Regions from separate parts of the Mus musculus genome. Here region 2 is linked to region 1. Evidence: chromatin contacts called from public promoter capture Hi-C data. All regions are on one chromosome and are shown on one strand. The core of a region is the stretch at or near the end of the contact, and the rest is flanking DNA. Distances in the headings are between cores, read along the strand shown. Region 1 holds the start of Spock1 (sparc/osteonectin, cwcv and kazal-like domains proteoglycan 1). Region 2 holds the start of Gas1 (growth arrest specific 1).

Evidence for each region. Capture Hi-C pulls out chosen DNA fragments and counts their contacts.
Region 2: a promoter capture Hi-C map of liver shows a contact between it and region 1, with 3 times the contacts expected there. The contact joins the promoter of Gas1 here to the promoter of Spock1 in region 1.

What each region holds. Positions count from the first base shown.
Region 1 is chr13:57,906,059-57,910,083 of GRCm38.p6, reverse strand. It overlaps Spock1 (sparc/osteonectin, cwcv and kazal-like domains proteoglycan 1), which reads left to right and starts at 1,752. Exons shown (of 12, transcript NM_009262.3): 1 at 1,752-1,892; 2 at 2,497-2,682. The coding sequence starts at 2,497.
Region 2 is chr13:60,175,911-60,179,678 of GRCm38.p6, reverse strand. Gas1 (growth arrest specific 1) reads left to right here and starts at 2,144. Exons shown (of 1, transcript NM_008086.2): 1 at 2,144-3,768. The coding sequence starts at 2,738.

The DNA of each region.
Region 1 (4,025 bases), core at 503-3,002:
AGCCAGGAATGGCCATGCTGCAGGAGTTCATAGAAAGAGCCCAGGCTTGAGCAGGGCAGGCGGCTGGTGTGGCCAATCACTTAACTCAAAGGTAGATTAAGATGGCTTGATGAAAGAACTGGTTATGAGGAGGCAAAAATGACATCGGGTGTGACTCTTCAGAACAGGGGTGCTGACAAAACATGGCTGGGGAATGAGAGGTAATGCTTGCACAGGCCCGTATGTGAGCTAGAGCGCGGGACAAAGGCGGCGGCTGCGGCGGCAGGTGCGCAGGGGAACAAGCCGGGCAGCTGCCTTCCCAGCCACGGTACTGCGGTCCTGGGACTTGGGCGGGCTCCTAAGGTACGTGTCCGCAGAACACTGAGCCCCAACTTGGCACATAAGTTTCTCTTGAAATGAGATGCATTCCTCTCACTATCCCAAGCCTCTCTCTCTCCAGCTATGACATCAGATACTCACTGTGTTCATCCCCGTGATAAGATACTCTCTGGGTGAGGTGTTTCCCCAACATGAAAAAAAAAGACTCCACTTCTCCTGTACTAAGGCCTCCCAGAATGCACAAGAACTGCAATTCACATGCTTAAACCATGCCATCTGCCCAATTATTACAGCACGACTCACAACCGGCCACATCATCGTGGTGGCATATTGAAAAGCAGGGCTCAGGATCCCTCTGATACTGACTGTTGGTGGTGTGTCATGACTGGTGCAGCTGCTGAGAGCAAGGCAGATCGCACTGTCAGAGAGTTCCAGCCCACGGGAAGGTCACGCTTGCCATAAGTGACCTTAAGCGCAGTGAGCTTGCAGCTGGAGAAACACTGAGTTCTCAGGGCAGTGTCACCGAGGTCCTGGCCTGAATCACAGGGACCACAAATCTCGGAACAAATGGAGATGAGGCAGCTGCAGAATGCATTCAGATATTCTGGTAGCTCAAGTCTGCCCAGGGGCAAAGTGATCCCAGGCCTGGAGGAGCCCTTGCCACTGGGGTCTGACCCCAAGGCTAGCCTGTGTAGAAAGTGGGGACAAGAAGGCAGGGGTGGGTGGGTGGGTGGGGGCAAACAGAGGCAGAAGGGTAAGAGGGCAAGGACCAGGTGTGCAGGGGACTAGGGTTTGGGTGTTTCTCAGGGAAGTGTCCTGAAGGGTTTTGAGTTTGGTGTGTGTGTGTGTGTGTGTGTGTTCAGGGCTATAGGCTATAGCTGTGCCAAGAAGTAGGCAGCGATGCACCTGTTAAGTCGCTCCCACCCCTATTAAACCAAACACGCTGAGTATTTGGAAAGAGAAGAGAGGGCTGGGTCAAGGCCAGCTTTCTCCTTCTGTCCGTGCTTGAAGCTGGAGGTCGGTTCCACAGGACTCTTAGGGGTGGCTCTGGTTGGAGATCAGACTTAGAGATGCTGGGTGTATGGCTTGAACCAGGGAGTAGAGAAGTTCACCTAAATATTGTCTGTGCACAAGACGCAACAGGGACTCATTTAAAGGGCCGACTCTTGGAGAGAGTCTCCTCTCTCCACCGTAGAGATTCTGAGACGGGTGTCCCAAGCACTTACTCGTTGAGAGTCCCTCAACACTGGCGACTTCTTGGCCTTCTAACATCATTTCCCTGAGCTTGAAATCTGTGTCAGCCCTGTAGAGCTGCGAATGAATCACGCTCCCGGATGGGACCGCTGAGCGCCAAGTAGCCGCCAGGGGGCGCCAGAGGCCTCGGCTAGGAGCTCAGGCTTCTCCGCCCGCGGACGCCGCGCCCGAGACGAGCCAGAGCGCTGCGGGCTCACAAAGCGGCCGGACGCGCGGCGGCGGCAGGTGCGCAAGGGAACGAGCCGGGCATCAGCCTTCCCAGCCACCGCGGTACAGGAACCCCAGCAACTCGGGCGCCGGGACTCGGGCGGGCTCCCAAGGTACGTGTCCGCAGAACACTGAGCCCCAACTTGGCATATTTGGCGTAGTTGGGACCTTCCTGAGGCCATCTCCCGGGCTGGCAGGGTCAGGGCCTGGGGGCATTTCTGCGTGTCCCTGTTGCGCAGAAGCCGCGGGCCGGGAGCAGAGAGACCTTTGCCTTAGCTGGGAACGGGAAGCCCGGCTTGAGGGCACCCCAAAGCCCCCGTCTGCCAGAGCCTGGGATGATGCTCAGAGCGCCGTTATCCCTATCCCTACACCAGAGCTGTGGGGCCCGTCTGTGGGAGTGCGGCTGGCACATTGAGCATCCGGGTTTTGGGGGAGATGTACTGGAGCCCCACAACGGAGAGCCGGTGAGAGGGTCTTCAGTAGTTTGACGGCGGCCCCGAGTCGGTGACCTAGGCTCTGCGTTTGTAGCTGTTTCCATGCATAAGGGCTCTCCAGGTGCAACCTCCGTCCCAGGTGTGAGAGGGACCACCCTGTCCCCGCGGTGAGCCCAGGCGCTGCAGCTTGTGCGCGCCCCTAGGCGCCCAGACACCCGGTGGGAGTGAGGGGCTTGAGGTAGCCCTGTTGTCACCGGCTCACGCCCGTGTGCCCTGCCCCCAGATGCCAGCGATCGCGGTGCTCGCGGCGGCCGCCGCGGCGTGGTGCTTCCTCCAAGTGGACAGCCGGCACCTGGACGCGCTGGCCGGTGGCGCGGCCCTCAACAACGCCAATTTCCTAGACAATGACCAGTGGCTGAGCACTGTCTCCCAGTATGACCGTGACAAGTACTGGAACCGCTTCCGAGATGTGAGTTCGGCTGGGGGTGGAAAATGGGGGGGGGGGGCTCAGAGACCAGTGTAGGGGTTGGGGGTGGTAGGTTCAAACCTCTCATGGAGGTCCACAGTGCATCCGTCTAGCCTGAGAGGAACTTTAAAGAGAACTTGGAAGGCTGGGTGCTCTTGCGTGTTACCTGTATTCCAGGTATGTGCACTTGTAGGATCGATGCAGCTGTCCTCACAGAAACAGGGCACAAACCTTAAGCAGCTTGGGGAGAGGGGCTCTCCAAGTGTCTGAGAGCTACTGATGGCAGACTGACTTTACCAAACCCTGGAAGGAAGGTCCTGGGAGCTGCAGGATCTGGCTATCTTTTGGGTGCATCAGGAAAAAAAAATCTCTAGTGATGTGTATAGCTCATTTATTAAGAAGCCATGAGGTCAGGCATGAGGGGAGGTCTTGGGGGCCTCCTGGCAATGAACTTGATGGGATAGCAGGGAACAGTGCAGTGGCTTGGAGTCTTCCAGACTTCAGTGGAAGGGAAAAGGGAACAGGCAGCGCAGAGAATCAGAGAATCCTTTCCCCAGGAGAGTGCCAGGTGGGATGTGGGGGAGAAACCCTGGGGCATCAGGGCACATCTGCTGTTTGTCTCCGCCACAGTCCTGGCTCCTACATACCTCTGTGCTTCCAGAAGATGGGGCAAGAAGCCCCCTTCCAGTAGGACCTGCTCCCCAGCCCCTTCAAAGACTCCCCAGAGTGGTAGGGATTAAGGGGACATTAGGAATCCCTGTCCCCGAGATGCTTTCAGTATTGTAAAAATGTCTAAGACTTACAATGAGTAAAGCTTTTATGTTTGAATGTTTTGTTTTTATGCAGTAGTTTATGTGTTAGAACATTAAAAAAGCAATATATAATAAATTACACACACACTATATATATATATATATATATATACATACATATATATATATATACCTGAGCCATACCATATATATATATATTTAAAGGGGTGACCTGAGCCATGCCACTGGACATCATCACAGTTATATACAGAGGTAGAGAAAGGCACCCCATACTTTTCTCCATGGATTTCTCAGAACCCATTCTCAGTATCTCGAGGCCTTGCAGGGAGCTAGTCTCTGAGGAACTGCATGACTCCAGATGGCTTCCAGTGCTTTCTAAATAGCACCTGTCCAGATCTCCTTCCGGGATTTGCTGCTATATCCTCCGAGCCCCTCTCCTCCCTGGAGGAGTTTCTTCTGGGAAGAGCTTTTCAAACACACACTGAATCTCCTTGGTTATTTGGGACTGTTTGCCACAGATCTGCCTGCTGGACCCAACAGAAGGAGACTCTAGTCTGCATCTCACAGTTCCTA
Region 2 (3,768 bases), core at 895-3,394, 2.3 Mb before region 1:
GAACAAACACAGTCAGAACATTCCCCCAGTAAGCAGCTCTGAAGCATCAGTAACACTGCACGCACGCGCGCATACACACACACACACACACACACACACACACACACACACACACACACGCACGCACGCACACACGCACGCGCGCACACGCACACGCGCACGCACGCACATGCACACACACGCACACGCACACACACACACGCGCGCGCGCGCACACACACACACGCACACACACGCACGCACACACACACACACACACACACACACACACACCGCCTTAAATCTTGTTGGAAATGCAGACTTTCAGGCCCTCCAGGGTTTTAGCTGTCAGAGATTCAAAGAGTTAGGAATCCAGATATGAACACAAGGTCTCCAGATGATTCTCCTGCAGGGTGTCTTGAGAGCTCTCTAAAGAAGCCAGAAGATGCATCCCAGGGCTGGCTTTCTTCTTAGGAGCTCAGGATCACAGATTGTTAAGGATAAAAAAGGACCTTAGCAAGTGAGCAATCTGACCTCAAAGCAAGTGGCCTGGAGCTCTCAGGATCTAACTAGCTGTCCTTAAACTTGCAGCGATCCTCCCGCTTCTGCCTGGGATAAACAGGCTTGCTGTACCACATCTGGCTAGTTTTTAAGGATAGATTTGCGTTTGTTTTCTATTACTAAATTCATGGTCCTAACCATGAATTAGGGTTAGGGTAGGAGCACGGTGGCTTCACACAGCTCAGTCTGCCTCTCTCATCCTGTGAGGTTTCAGAGACAGCTTCCTCAGCCTAGGCAGCCAGCTTTTCCCAAAAGCCAGGTTAATCCGTCAGGCCCTCACTCTCGCCCTTTCAAACTCTTTAACTCTTTGGAGAGGTGGACAGTCCACTTTCTGAACGCACTGCAGCTGGGGCTTCCTTTGCTTCAGCAGCGATTTAGCCTTAAATTTTGTGACAGACTGAGTTGATAGTCTCACCATGGAAAGGGGAGAGGAAGGAGCCAGTTTTTGACAGGCCACAGACTCGCGGTGCCTCTAGTGGCCAAAAGCTGCATTGCGCCACAGTTAAGGTCGCTTGAGAGAGTCCTGCTCTGACTGCAAAGCCCGCTCTGCTGGTGGCTTTTGCTTTAAACACAGCGAGGAACTGAAACGTGCAGTTTAAAGCACGTAGCGGGTCAATTTACCCTCGTCCTCTGTGCTGTAACTGCAGCCAGGTGGTAGCGCTCAGCATTCCCAGGGTTTTTAATGCTAAGATTTGTCATTGCCGTTCGTATTTAAAAAAAAAAATCGTGAGTAAAGAAATAGTTTCAGTTCTTTGGATTTCTTAGTTTGAAAACGATGTCCAGTGCGAGGGCCTTACCTGCCGGAAAGGGGGACTGAAAGCTGGTGGAAAGTGTCCTTCTTGTGGTGGTGGTAGAGGTCGTGGTTGTGATGGTGGCTCGGTGTGTGTGTGTGTGTGTGAGAGAGAGAGAGAGAGAGAGAGAGAGAGAGAGAGAGAGAGAGAGAGAGAGAGAGAGACAGAGAGAGAGACAGACAGAGAGAGACAGAGAGAGAGACAGACAGAGAGAGAGACAGAGAGAGACAGACAGAGACAGAGACAGAGAGAGAGAGAGAGAACCCGTGTGTGCCCGCGCGCGCAATCTGTGTCTAAGTTTTTAAAGTCTTACAATGAATTCTCAAAACTCCCTGCCTTCGCTATACCCCCCGAGGTGATCAGAACTCAGAGATGAGGAGCCTGAAAATTAAAGTGACTTTCGAACTTTCTCGGATGCAAAGATGGGGGATCAGTAAGAATTAATAAAAGTGTCCCCCCACCCAAACAAAAAGGGGGCGGAGGAAGGGAACAAAAAGGCCGGTGGCTGAGCCGGATGCAGGCAGCTGGCCCTAAGCCCTGCCCGCTGGCTCTGTGCGCGAGCTGGGGTTCGGTATCCCAGCCTCCTGAAGAGTGGGAGGAGCTGGGCCTGTGTCAGGCTCCCTAAGCCGTTCCTTTCAAGCCCTGAATGCCTGAATGTGAGCTGCCCACCGCCCTCCCCCACTCTGCAGCCCCACTCCAGCGGCTCGGAAAAAAAAAAAAAAGTTTCAACAACAACAGGCTGGACCAATAGCAGCTCGCAAAGCCGGGGAAGGGGGCCGAGCAAAGGGCGCCGGAGAGTGGAGAAAGGAGAAAGCGGGCAAGCCTGGAGCGCGCGGGGCCAGGGCTCGGCGAGCCGGAGGAGCGTTGCTAATGTTTTTGTTTGTTTGCTTTTCTATGCATGCATAATGAGGGGGCGCCGCGGCACCACACGGGGGCTCCCGGCCCACTTTTGTATTTAAAGCCTCGCGGCGAGCTAGTCCGCAGCCGGGCTCCGCGGATCCGCTCCCCAAGCTCCGGGTCTCGGAGCAGAGAAACGCTCCGAGTTTCGGGGTCCTCCCTGCGCCTGGCGCCCAGAACTTCCCGGAGCGCGGCCCAGACCGGGGTAGAGGGGGAGGGGACCAAGCGTCCTGGCCGCGGGAAGGCGGGATGCCAGAGCTGCGAAGTGCTACGCGCCGCTGAGCCGGGAACCGAGGAGCCGCCGGCCGCACGACTGTCTGCAGGCGCCTAGCACCATGCACCCCCGGCGCCGCGCGCTCCTGCAGCTTCGCCGCGTCCCCCCGGAACGGCACTGAGCGCCTCCAACCGTCTACCGGACCCGGACCTGCGTCGCCGCGCTTCTCAGGGAGCCCCGGCCGCGGTGCCGGAGCGAACACCCGCCTTTACCAGCCGCGGGGCCGCCGGCATGGATGGATGAGGACGCCCATGCCAGAAGTGCGCGGAACTCGGACAAACTTTTCCAGCGGCCCCGCGGCCGCCACCCGAGCCTCGTCTCCGCTCCGCACCGCGTCCGGCGGCCGCTGCTGCCCGCGATGCTAGCCGCGCTGCTGGGCGGCGCCGGGGCCCGCACGGGGACCTTGCCGGGCGCCTTGCTGTGCCTGATGGCGCTGCTGCAGCTGCTGTGCTCGGCACCGCGGGGCTCGGGGCTAGCGCACGGCCGCCGCCTCATCTGCTGGCAGGCGCTGCTGCAGTGTCAGGGCGAGCCCGACTGCAGCTACGCCTACAGCCAGTACGCCGAGGCTTGTGCGCCGGTGCTAGCGCAGCGCGGCGGGGCTGATGCTCCGGGGCCCGCCGGCGCCTTCCCCGCCTCGGCCGCGTCCTCGCCGCGCTGGCGCTGCCCGAGCCACTGCATCTCGGCGCTTATCCAGCTCAACCACACGCGCCGCGGGCCCGCGCTGGAGGACTGCGACTGCGCGCAGGACGAACACTGCAGGTCCACCAAGCGCGCCATCGAGCCCTGTCTGCCGCGCACCAGCAGCGTGGGCCCGGGCGCGGGAGCGGGCTCGGTCATGGGCTGCACTGAGGCCCGGCGGCGCTGCGACCGGGACAGCCGCTGCAACCTGGCGCTCAGCCGCTACCTGGCCTACTGCGGCAAGCTTTTCAACGGGCTGCGCTGCACAGACGAGTGCCGCGCGGTCATCGAGGACATGCTGGCCGTGCCCAAGGCGGCGCTGCTCAACGACTGCGTGTGCGATGGGCTGGAGCGGCCCATCTGCGAATCGGTCAAAGAGAACATGGCCCGCCTGTGCTTCGGCCCAGATGCGAGCAACGGTCCGGGCAGCAGCGGCTCGGACGGGGGCCTGGACGACTACTACGACGAAGAATATGACGACGAGCAGCGCGCTGGGGCCGCGGGCGGCGAGCAACCCCTGGACGACGACGACGGCCTTGCGCGCCCGGGCGGCGGCGCTGCTGCGGCGGGCGGCCGCGGAGACTTGCC